Linked DNA regions of Rattus norvegicus: region 2 is linked to region 1. Evidence: chromatin contacts called from public Hi-C data. All regions are on one chromosome and are shown on one strand. The core of a region is the stretch at or near the end of the contact, and the rest is flanking DNA. Distances in the headings are between cores, read along the strand shown.

Region 1 (4,985 bases), core at 1,204-3,703:
TTGTTCCAACAGCAGCATCCTGGTTCTGGCTGGAGGAGCTGATGTCAGGGAGTCAAAAGGTGGGCCCCAGAGTAAGGACCTAGGGTAGGGCACCTAGGGGTGGGGAAGCAAAAGATGGCTAACAGAAAGCAACCAATGGGGAGGCTATCACAGGGAGAGAATGAGACAGTGGGAGATAGGTAGGAACTTGAAATGGGAGGCAACAGGGCGGAGAACAGGACAGGGAGGAGGATTAGGGAAGGTGATGAGGAAGAGATTCTACCCTTAGGCCTCTAGCAATGGCATCTGGGATCTTCCTCAGCCAGCCTACCTCCCATCCCCCTTTATTACTAAGGTAAGGGCTCTTGCTGAAACCAGAGCCAATTGGGTTAGCCTAGCTAGCCAGTTTGAACCAGGAATCCCCGAAGCCCATTCAGTTTTTCTAGGGGTTCTTAGGGACCCAAACTCCAGCCCCCACTTGCATGGTAAATGCTTTATTAGCTGAGCTACCTTGGACACTGATGATTTAATGTAAGAGGTCCATACTCCCAGAGGGCATGGCTAGGCCTGCCCCTCATCCTCCTCTCTCCATCCCAGTCTGCCATGAGCCCTCACAACAGGGACTCCCCTAAGGTCCTCATGCTCAAAGGCCATTCTGTTCCAGGCCTGGAGTTCAGGGGTTGAGGGTTAGGGGATAAAGGAGGGTTCGGAAGTAGAACCCTCAACTGAGTGCTTGGGGTTAGGGCCTCAAGGTAGGGTGCTGAGGCTGGGTTCTCAGACTGAATGGTACTCACTCGGTCTCCTTCTGGTATCTGCCATGGCCTTCGGGAGCTAGCAGCCTCACAGCACACAGCAGGGAGGAACCCTGAGTGTCCCAACAGCTGACACAGTTGGGTGGAAGGAGTGAGTACTATAGACCCACAGCCCAGGACAGGGATACAAGTATCTCCTGGAGGTTGCCTGACCTGCACAGGCTGAATGTCCTGTAGAAGGCGCTTACCAGTGCCCGGTCCTCACATACTCCCCCAACCCTAGGAAAAACCCATGTGGTCCTGGCTATGATGCACAAAAACAGCTCACACATTGGTCCCACCAGCCTTGCCACCCCTTGCTCTCATGCCTACATGCAGGCCCCCTTCAGGGCCACATCCCATTGCCACTAGCTTAGATCCAGACTAGAGATAGGTATAATGACCCTGAATGCCAAGGGGGTTCCATGACAGAACCCCACGCTCGCACCCCAACACCAGCTTCAGGACGGTAGGGTGTACCCAGGCTGTGCTACGCCCATTCTTTCCCATCATGGCCAGATTTAGAAATGCCAAAATACAAAAAAACGAACCAAAACAAAACAAAACAAAAAACAAAAAAAACAAAAAAACAAAAAAACAAAAAAAACCTGGCGTTGGCTTCAGGACTGGATCCCTCTGAGTCAGTGACCACAAACTCAATGCCCTTGAAGTGCCTGGAAAGACTGCAGGCGGCCAGCCGGGGTTCCCATTCTGAGGAGCATGTGGGACCACTCTAGCCAAAGACCACTTATTCCTCCTTCACCTGAGCCCCTTGGCACAGTCGGGCCATCCTTCTCCCACAGACAAGAATGAGAAGCACGAACTGAAGGTGACTGTCTACCGAGCTTGGTTCAGGGAAGATGGTGGAGACAGGAATGAGCTGAGCCCATGACCCCTCTTCCTGCGAGGGCTGCGTCACCTCCATCCCCTCCGATATTGTTCCCGGTCAAATTCAGCTTAGTGTGGCTGGGTCCTCTGCTTTTTAATTACATGTAATTAATTTGTGCACGGGTGTATGCACAGGCACGCTGCGTGCGTGTCTTTGCACGTGTGTGTGCAGATGCGTGTGGAGGCATGAGAATGATGTCAGAAATCTCCCTCCATCCCGCTCTACCTTATTCATTGAGGCAGGGCCTGTCATTCAAACCCAGAGCTCTCCCATCTGGCTTGTCTAGCTAGCCAGCTTGCTCTGGGGATTTCCATCTCCACCTTCCAAGGTTGGAGCTGCAGGTGGGCTGCCGGCCGCACCCACGCAACATTTATGTGTGTCTCTGGGAACCAAACTCCAGCCCTCAAGCATGCAAGGCAAGTGCTTTAATCACTGAGCCGTATCCCTAGCCCTGTTTGACTTTTTTTTTTTTTAAATCAAATCCAGAAATTGAGACTTTCAGATAAGGTATCTGAGCATGAAATTCTGATTAGATCACCAAGTTTGCACATTTAAAATTCATGGATTTGAATGGGACCTGCTGAGTAGGCAAGGCCAACCTCAGACCACATTCCTAGGGTTTCCTGGGACATCATCCTGGGGTCTCCTAGAGCATCATCCTCACATCTCCTTGGACATCATCCTGGAGTCCTTTGGAGCATCATCCTGGGGTCTCCTGGGGGCATCATCCTAGAGCATTCCTCTTAGCATCCTGGGGTTCCCTGGGACATCATCCTAGGGTTCCCTGGGACATCATCCTAGAGCACCCCTCCTAGTATTGGTCTAGTAATCTAAGTCAGGTGTGCCTCACTGTCTGTTGAGATTGCCCAGAAAGACCCCACTCACTCAACCAGGAAGACAGAAGCTTCTAGCTATGAGGCCCAAGGAAGAAATCAGGAGTGGAGGAGGCCAGGAGAGTTCTCAGAGAGTAAAAGAGATGGGAACACGATGGGGTAAGACTTGAACCACAAACTCAAAGACCACAAGAGAGGACTCAGAACCCAGGAAGAAGCTGGCTTGGTGTCCAGGAGATGTGGTCATTTGTAACTCCTTATGAATTCTGTAAGTGTGCCCCAGGCTTGGTCTCACTTGTGAGAGCTGCCTTAATTCTGTTAATGTTCATGAGTCTGTTCCTTTTAAACGGGGATAATTTTAAACCATTTTCAAATCAACCTTTCCTAGCAATGAATAGATGTGATTTTTCTCCCACGAAGACACCCACAGACTGTCTAAATTTGGTGTCACCAATACTCACTGGTGACAGATTTATGATATAAATGAGTCTGGATTTCCTTCTTCTTCTGATTTTTTTTCCCCTTTTTGACTGTGTAGATTGGACCTCTCGAGACGAATGCCAGGCCTGAGCAGCTGCTCTCTGGAGAGCACGCACCCCTTTGTAGTGCTCAACAGACCCTCCCAGGTAGACCAAAGAAAATTCGAAAATCTCTCAGTCCAGGGGTCCAGCATATAGAGGATCCAGAGGTAGACGCTCTACTCTGGAGTCATTCGAAATGTCACCAATGGCGTGAGCACTCTTGTCTCCCACAGTGAGACTGGGGATGCACCTGTGCCTTCCCTCTGGGTGGTCTTTGTGACACTGGGGTTCCCAGCCAGTACGGATGCTCACCTGCTCAATCCCCCCACCCTCCGACTCCCCAACCCCCCCCAAACTCCAACCCTCCCACCCCTCGACTAAGAAGTTACCTCCAAAGACAACTCACTAGCCAAGTTACTTTCTCGGCTGGCTCTTGGTGTGCTTGTCAAAAGCCACTGGTTCATTTCCTACAACCCCAGAGCATCTTCCTAGGACAGCTCACAGCTTCTAGGCTTCTGGTCTGGGTCCCATGACCCTGTATGCTCCCTTAATCAAAGTAGGTTTCTATGTGAGCCAACTCATGTCAGACTCCCGCCATCATGCCCTTCAAAGATGTTAACAATGTGTCCAGCCATCTCCCAGATCTGGGAGAACAATGTGTCCAGCCCTCTTCCAGATATAAGATAACTTTGTAGCTAGTCTAGATCTGTGCCCAGGGTGGTGACGGCTGCTGTGATCTGAGGACCTCGTGGGGTCTATGTGGCACTCACCTTCAGTGGGACCACTTGCATGAGGATGGCGAAGTTGGTGAGGTGTGTGCAGTGGCACACTGAGTAGGTGAGGTTTCCTTCCGTGAGTGCACAGCCCTGGCTGGACCAGACGCCTTCTCCGGAGCTGAGGGTACAATGGACAGGTATGTTCAGTGGGAGCAATGACATCCCTCAGTCCCGTAAACGCAACAACTCACTGGCTAACTCTGACAGGAGGGTGCAAATCATCCTAGTAGTAAAACTAGACAGTGGATGGTGTGCTGCTGAGGCCACGGAAAGCTCCCTGGGACAGAGAGAGGCAGGGTCACTGCCTTAGCTTGGTCCCCTTGGGAAAGCTCCTGGACCCCTCCCAGTCTGGGAAGGGTCCAGTTTGTGGCCCAGCATCCAGCTTAGGAGTCCAGATACTCAGAGAATCCAGAGTATCCCGAGAAAATACATTATAGCTCTTCAGTGCACATCTGGGGGACAGATATGTAAAATATAAGGTGTATAAATAAGTAAGATAAACAGAACTAAAAGGCAGTGTGTATGAATATGATAGAATGTGGTACCTATAAATATAAAACTCCCGCATAGTACTTTAAAAACCTTTGGGGGCTGGAAAGGTGGCTCGGTGGTTAACGTTGTTTGCTGTACACCTACGAGGCTCTGCATTAGATTCCCAGAACCCATGTAGGAAGCTGGGTGTGGTCCTATGTGATCCTGCAACCCCAGTGCTGTGGGCAAGTAGAGGCAAGGGGATTGCTGGGAATGCTAGGAATTACTGGGGATTGCTGGGAAATGCTGGGGTTTGCTGGGGGTTGCTGGGGGGTGCTGGGGGTTCCTGGAGATTGCTGGTTGTCAGTCCAGTCAAAAAGAATGCGCGTGCACACACACACACACACACACACACACACACACGCACACACACGTGCACATGTTAATGTTGCTTAAATTTTTATTTTACAGATTTTATTTTATGTGTGTGTTGGGGGATGAGGATATCTGTCTGTGCCTGGAGAGGCGAGAAAAGAACATCAGATCTCCTGGAGCTGTACCTACAGGCGGTTGTAAGCTGCTGCATGGGTGCTAGGAATTGAACACAGATCCTCTGCGAAATCAGTTATCTTGCTCTTTACGTCTGAGTCAACGCTCCAGCACCCACCCCCAATTTAGTTGAAAAAGAATCCTCGGCCCAGGTGTCATTGCACAGAAAACGCCGC
Region 2 (4,985 bases), core at 1,555-4,054, 120 kb after region 1:
GTACTGCATGCATGTACAGACAGACAGATCTGCAGTCAAAGTAATTATGCACCTAAAAGTAAATAGATCACTTTATTTTTTAAAGACATGAGCCCAGTAGCCATGCATTTTGTACGGCACAGCTGTCCCCTAGTTAGAATCAGCCATTAGTCACCACAGAGCATCAGGAGATGGAGGTTCGGGGAGACGGCACAAGGGACATGGAAAAGAATGATGGTGGTCTTATGCCCAGAGACTTCACAGCCTTTCGAGAGATGTGGAATGATGGACGGAGCAGAGGAAATGACAGAAGTGTGTGAGTCACAGCCTAGGACCCCAGAAGGGACCTGTGCTCAGCCCAGCTCTGTAAGTCAGTCAACTGTGAGAGGGAGAACTAAGCAATGGCAGAAGGGACTCTGGGCCATTCTGTGGGGACACTAGGCATCCCTATGGGGACTCCACGAGTGTACTCCTTTTCCTCTCTCTCCTCCCCTCCTTCCACACCTCTCTCCTCTTCCCTTTCACCTCTCCCTCTCCCTCTCCTTGACTCTCTGACTCTCTGTCTCTCTCCTTGACTCCCTGTCTCTGTTTCTCTCTGTCTCTGTCTCTGTCTCTCTCTCTGTCTCTCTCTCCTGTCTCTCTGTCTCTCTCTCCTGTCTCTCTGTCTCTCTCTGTCACTCTCTCTCTGTGTGTCTCTGTCTCTGTCTCTCTGTCTCTGTCTCTGTCTCTGTCTCTGTCTCTGTCTCTGTCTCTCTCTCTCTCTCTCTCTCTCTGACTCTCTTTGACTTTGCCTTTCTCCTTCCCTCCCTTCCTTTCTGTCTTCCGGTCTCTCTCCTTCAGCCTTCTGCCCAGGAGAAAGCAAGGACTCCAGTTCCACAAGATTTCTGAGTTTTGAGGGGAGGCTAAGAGATTCTAATCTTGCTGTGTGAAAACCTGTTTTTACCACACTGCAAATTCAGATGTTCAGAAAATGTGTAAGCAGGGGTTGGGGGTGGGGGGGAGAAGGCCCCAGAGTCCAGTGTTTAAGTCCTATACATATGCTGGTATCAGGAGGGTTACAAAGAGGGTTTAGAAACACAATAGCAAATGGGGTTTGGTTTAAAATTTCCTCAGTCCATGGGATGGGATCTCAAAACATCAGGGACTGGCTGGCTTTTGAACTATGAAGAGTCACAGTTCACAGTCCTGGGGCTGGAAGAACAAGAGGAAGGAGAGTTATCTCTCCCGGGCTCATGCTTCTCTATTGAAGGGATAGCATTGGAAGGCTGGGGAAACTTTGGGACTCCAGGTCTAGCTGGCAGATATGGAGTACTGGGTCCCCTGGAGGGTTAGAACTCAGCCGTGCTTCCCGATCCAGCAAGATCTGAGCAAGCTTGGTCACAAGGTCCAGCTGCTGTCCACCATGCTTTCTCCACCGGAACAGACTGAACCCAGAAAACCGTGAGCCAACCTCCCTCGAGTTGTTTCTGTCAGGTCTTTGGCCATGGCATCGAGGAAAGTCACTAACACAGTAGTTCATGGATGGTGAGCTCTCCATGGGTCCTCCTGTGGGGGTGGGAAGTGGAGGGGACAGGCAGCTCCTTTTAAACCCTCAGTAATCCCAATCACGAAGGCTCTACCCGCATGACCTTCTCACCTTCTAATATCATTGTATAAATTAAGGGGTAGGACATTCAGACCCCAGCAAAGATCCCCACGAATGCTGATTCACACAGCAAACAGCAGGGCAGTCCCACTCCTTCCTCTCCTTGGTAGGTCATTCTTGCCTATGGTGAGTGCCGCCGGGCATCCCTGCGACCAAACACCCTGCAGGAATCTGGGGAGGACGGTGTCACCTGCATCCCACAGCCTTGCTAAGAGACACAAAATGGTGTTCTGTAACACACACACCCCTCCAAAGCACTTGTTTTCAACAAGAAAAACAAAAGTTAGTCAAAGAGACTTGCTCCGTTTAGCATTCGTGATAATTCTGCATTCCTGGGTGGTGTTAAATGTTGCTTAGATTTATAATAGGAAGCAATTACCAGACAAATTCACCATCTTCTGCTAATACAACTCCCTTCAAAATGTGATGTTTCTGAAGAAACAGATAAAAGCCAGGCTGAAGCGATCACATTGGGGAGAGGCAATTCCTTTTATATCTCTGTAAAAGTGATTACAGACAAATTTCTTTTGCCAAAAAAAAGCCAACGCCTAGTGCATATGTACTTCATTTTCTTGGCACCCCTCAGCCCCTTAATTTTTTCACAATTAGGGAAAATATTTGATGATAATAACATCTCTCACTTGAGTCAGATAAATTCTCTTCCGTCCATCCTCCCTCCGGTTCCTCCCACCCATCCGACTTCCCACCAACAACACCCCCCCCCCCGCCCAACCCATCGCATTCTGCACAGCAGAAATGTAGCTCGCTTCTCCTGCTCCTGGGTCACCTCCACCAAATGGCATCATTTCCCTCCGCCCACCCCTTGCCCACCCACAGCAGTGCGTTTCCATTCCAGGCCAGAACCCATCGGTCCCTATCCTGGGCGGTAAACGGAATGTGGAATGTGCATGAGTGCTTTGGAACAGACAAGATTGATGGGCTGGGCTGTGGCTCCGGAGTAAAGCTTTGCTAGGGTGTGTGAGGAGGACCTGCTTTCCAACCTGGCCCTGCAAGGAAAGGAAGGGGAGAGAGGAGGAGGGAGGGCCGAACAGCTTTCTGAAGTCTATCGACAGAGCTTGGTCACTGGAGAAGTGGAAAGAGCCGAACTTACTAATCAGGGCGTTGTTGCAATTCTGTGAGATGCTTTTTTTTAAAGGGTTTGACACGGGACAGCTGCTCATCCTCCTTCCCTCCACACTTCCAAGTCCCACCCATCTGCGTCAGCCCTCAGAGCAGATACTGAAGCCTTTTTACTCACAACAGGCCACTATCATCACCATCACCATCATCACCACCACCACCACCATCATCGTCATCATCATCATCATACCGCCCTCCCCCCCCCCATAAGTCTCTATTCACCAGTTTCTCCCACTTCTCACTCCTCCCAGCACCCCTCACGCTAACACAGTGTTTCTGGGAATTCGAGTAAACGTGATGTGGTTCATCCACCCCACCCGATGCCATGGGAGCCAGGGATTTTACAGCCCCTGTGGCCATTTTGTCCCTTTCCCCTGTGCCTGAAGGCAGAGGGCTCGGGTTTAGTGAGGAAGTGGTTCTGAGTCCCAAAATAACCACATATAGAAGACAGTCCCCTCTCTGGGAACACCTGGCCCTTAGTTGGAAAGGACATAAAGTTGTACATGGCTCCCCTCACCCTTGGCTTCTTGAGGCTTTGTCACTATGTTAGCCCCCGCGGAGAGACAATAGATCATTCTGAGCCAAATGGAGCAGAGCTTCACTTTCTCACCCTGAGTGTCAAGCATGACCCCTTGACATGGCCTCTTTAGCAGCCGCAGACAGTCCGTCTTCACACAGAGCAGGATCTCCGTGATCTAGCCTATCCCTGCTCCTCGGTTGGCTCCGGTGCCCAAGCCCGACCCTCCAGCCTTCACGATTCTGCAGACCCCAACCTCCTTTTGGATACTCCCCTGTGGCCTGAGCGAGGCAGGCTCCCTCTTACACTCGCAGTCTAGAACCCTGAGTAATACAGCTGATATCAGGGCAAAAAAATGTTTCCACATGCTTGGGTGTTCTCAGCCAAGACGGCCACCCCCACCTCCCCAGCTAGATCCGAGGCAATAGCCAGGCAGCCACACCCTTGGCCTCAGCTCCGCGGACACGTCTCATGAACTTACAATGCTCAAACCATCGGTCCCGGTCATCGTCTGGATCCTGAGAGCTGAGGGCAAACTCCGGGACAGCCCCGGGTCCGCAAGCTATGTGATAAAATGTGACTCTTCCCAGAATCTGGGTGGGTGACTTTCAGCAAAGACTAAAGGGGTGTGGCTTTGCTACCCCTCCTCAGCCCTGCTGTGATGCTATTCAGTGTTTGGGATACATTCGCCTCCTGAGGCTGTTATATGTCTGTGGATCCCAAGGACTCTAGCTGTGCATAGTACAGGGACACACGGACACACACACACACACACACACACACACACACACACACGGGGGGGGGGGAGAGAGAGAGAGAGAGAGAGAGAGAGAGAGAGAGAGAGAGAGAGAGAGAGAGAGAGATCTGTGCTTATCTATCATATGCAGGGATTCAAGGGTCCCCAAGCGGCCACGGCGCTCCTCGCGTGTGATACAGAACAAGTTCCTCCCTTCTGTGTCTTATCACATAGCCTGATACATTGCGCCAAACCAGAAGAAAGGAGAAAATGGGGCTAAGGTGGTTCAGTCGGTAAAGTGCTTGCTGCGCATGCGTGAGATCTGGAGTTTGACTCCTCGGCACCCGTATACAAGGATGAACATGACATCCCAGCACTGGGGACGTAGAGACAGGGGAAATCCCTGGAGCTTACTGACCAGCAGGGCCAACCAACCAGCACACCCTGGGTTCAGCAAGAGAACCTACCTCAAAAACTAGAGCGGACAGGCGGAAGACATGGCTCGGTAGTGAAGAAAACATACTGTTCCTCCAGAAGTCCTTAGTTTGCGCCCTGGCACCCACCGTAGGAGGCACACAGCTGCCTGAAACACCAGCTCTGAGCACTCAGGTAAGCACACAGACCCACATACGTACGCGTAATTAAAGATAATAAAATAAGGGCTGGAGAGATAGCTCCACGGTTAAGAGCACTGGCTGCTCTCCCAGAGGACCCTGGGGTCCATTCCCAGCAACCCATGGCAGCTCAAAACTGTAACTCCCCCTCCAAGTGATCTGATGACCTCAGGCAGGCAGAACACCAATACGCAATTTTTTTTAAGTTTTCAAAATAAATAAGATAAAATAAAAGATTAAAATCCTTTAAAGGTCATAGTAATGATGATGATAATAATAATAATAATAATAATAATAATAATAATGTGGAGAGCAATAAAGACACCTCATACTGATGCATGGCCTACACACACA

The links. Hi-C and Micro-C count contacts between places; a contact is called where the count stands out from the background.
Region 2: a contact with region 1 is called in a Hi-C map of kidney, with 4 times the contacts expected there. The contact joins two enhancer-like sites. A contact is called at or near these places in 6 of 12 Hi-C or Micro-C datasets (Schwann cells, frontal cortex, kidney and 3 more).

Annotation. Positions count from the first base shown.
Region 1 is chr12:33,152,853-33,157,837 of GRCr8, forward strand. Adgrd1 (adhesion G protein-coupled receptor D1) reads right to left here. Exons shown (of 25, transcript XM_017598511.3): 15 at 3,784-3,907. Among named protein-coding and RNA genes, the nearest start is that of Adgrd1, 84 kb to the right of the region's middle. Within about 2 kb of position 2,454, at least 8 of the 93 cell types and tissues checked have an H3K27ac peak or open chromatin away from gene starts, as enhancers often do.
Region 2 is chr12:33,268,522-33,273,506 of GRCr8, forward strand. LOC120095937 (a long non-coding RNA gene) reads right to left here. Exons shown (of 3, transcript XR_005491912.2): 3 at 4,564-4,985. Among named protein-coding and RNA genes, the nearest start is that of Adgrd1, 31 kb to the left of the region's middle. Within about 2 kb of position 2,805, at least 18 of the 93 cell types and tissues checked have an H3K27ac peak or open chromatin away from gene starts, as enhancers often do.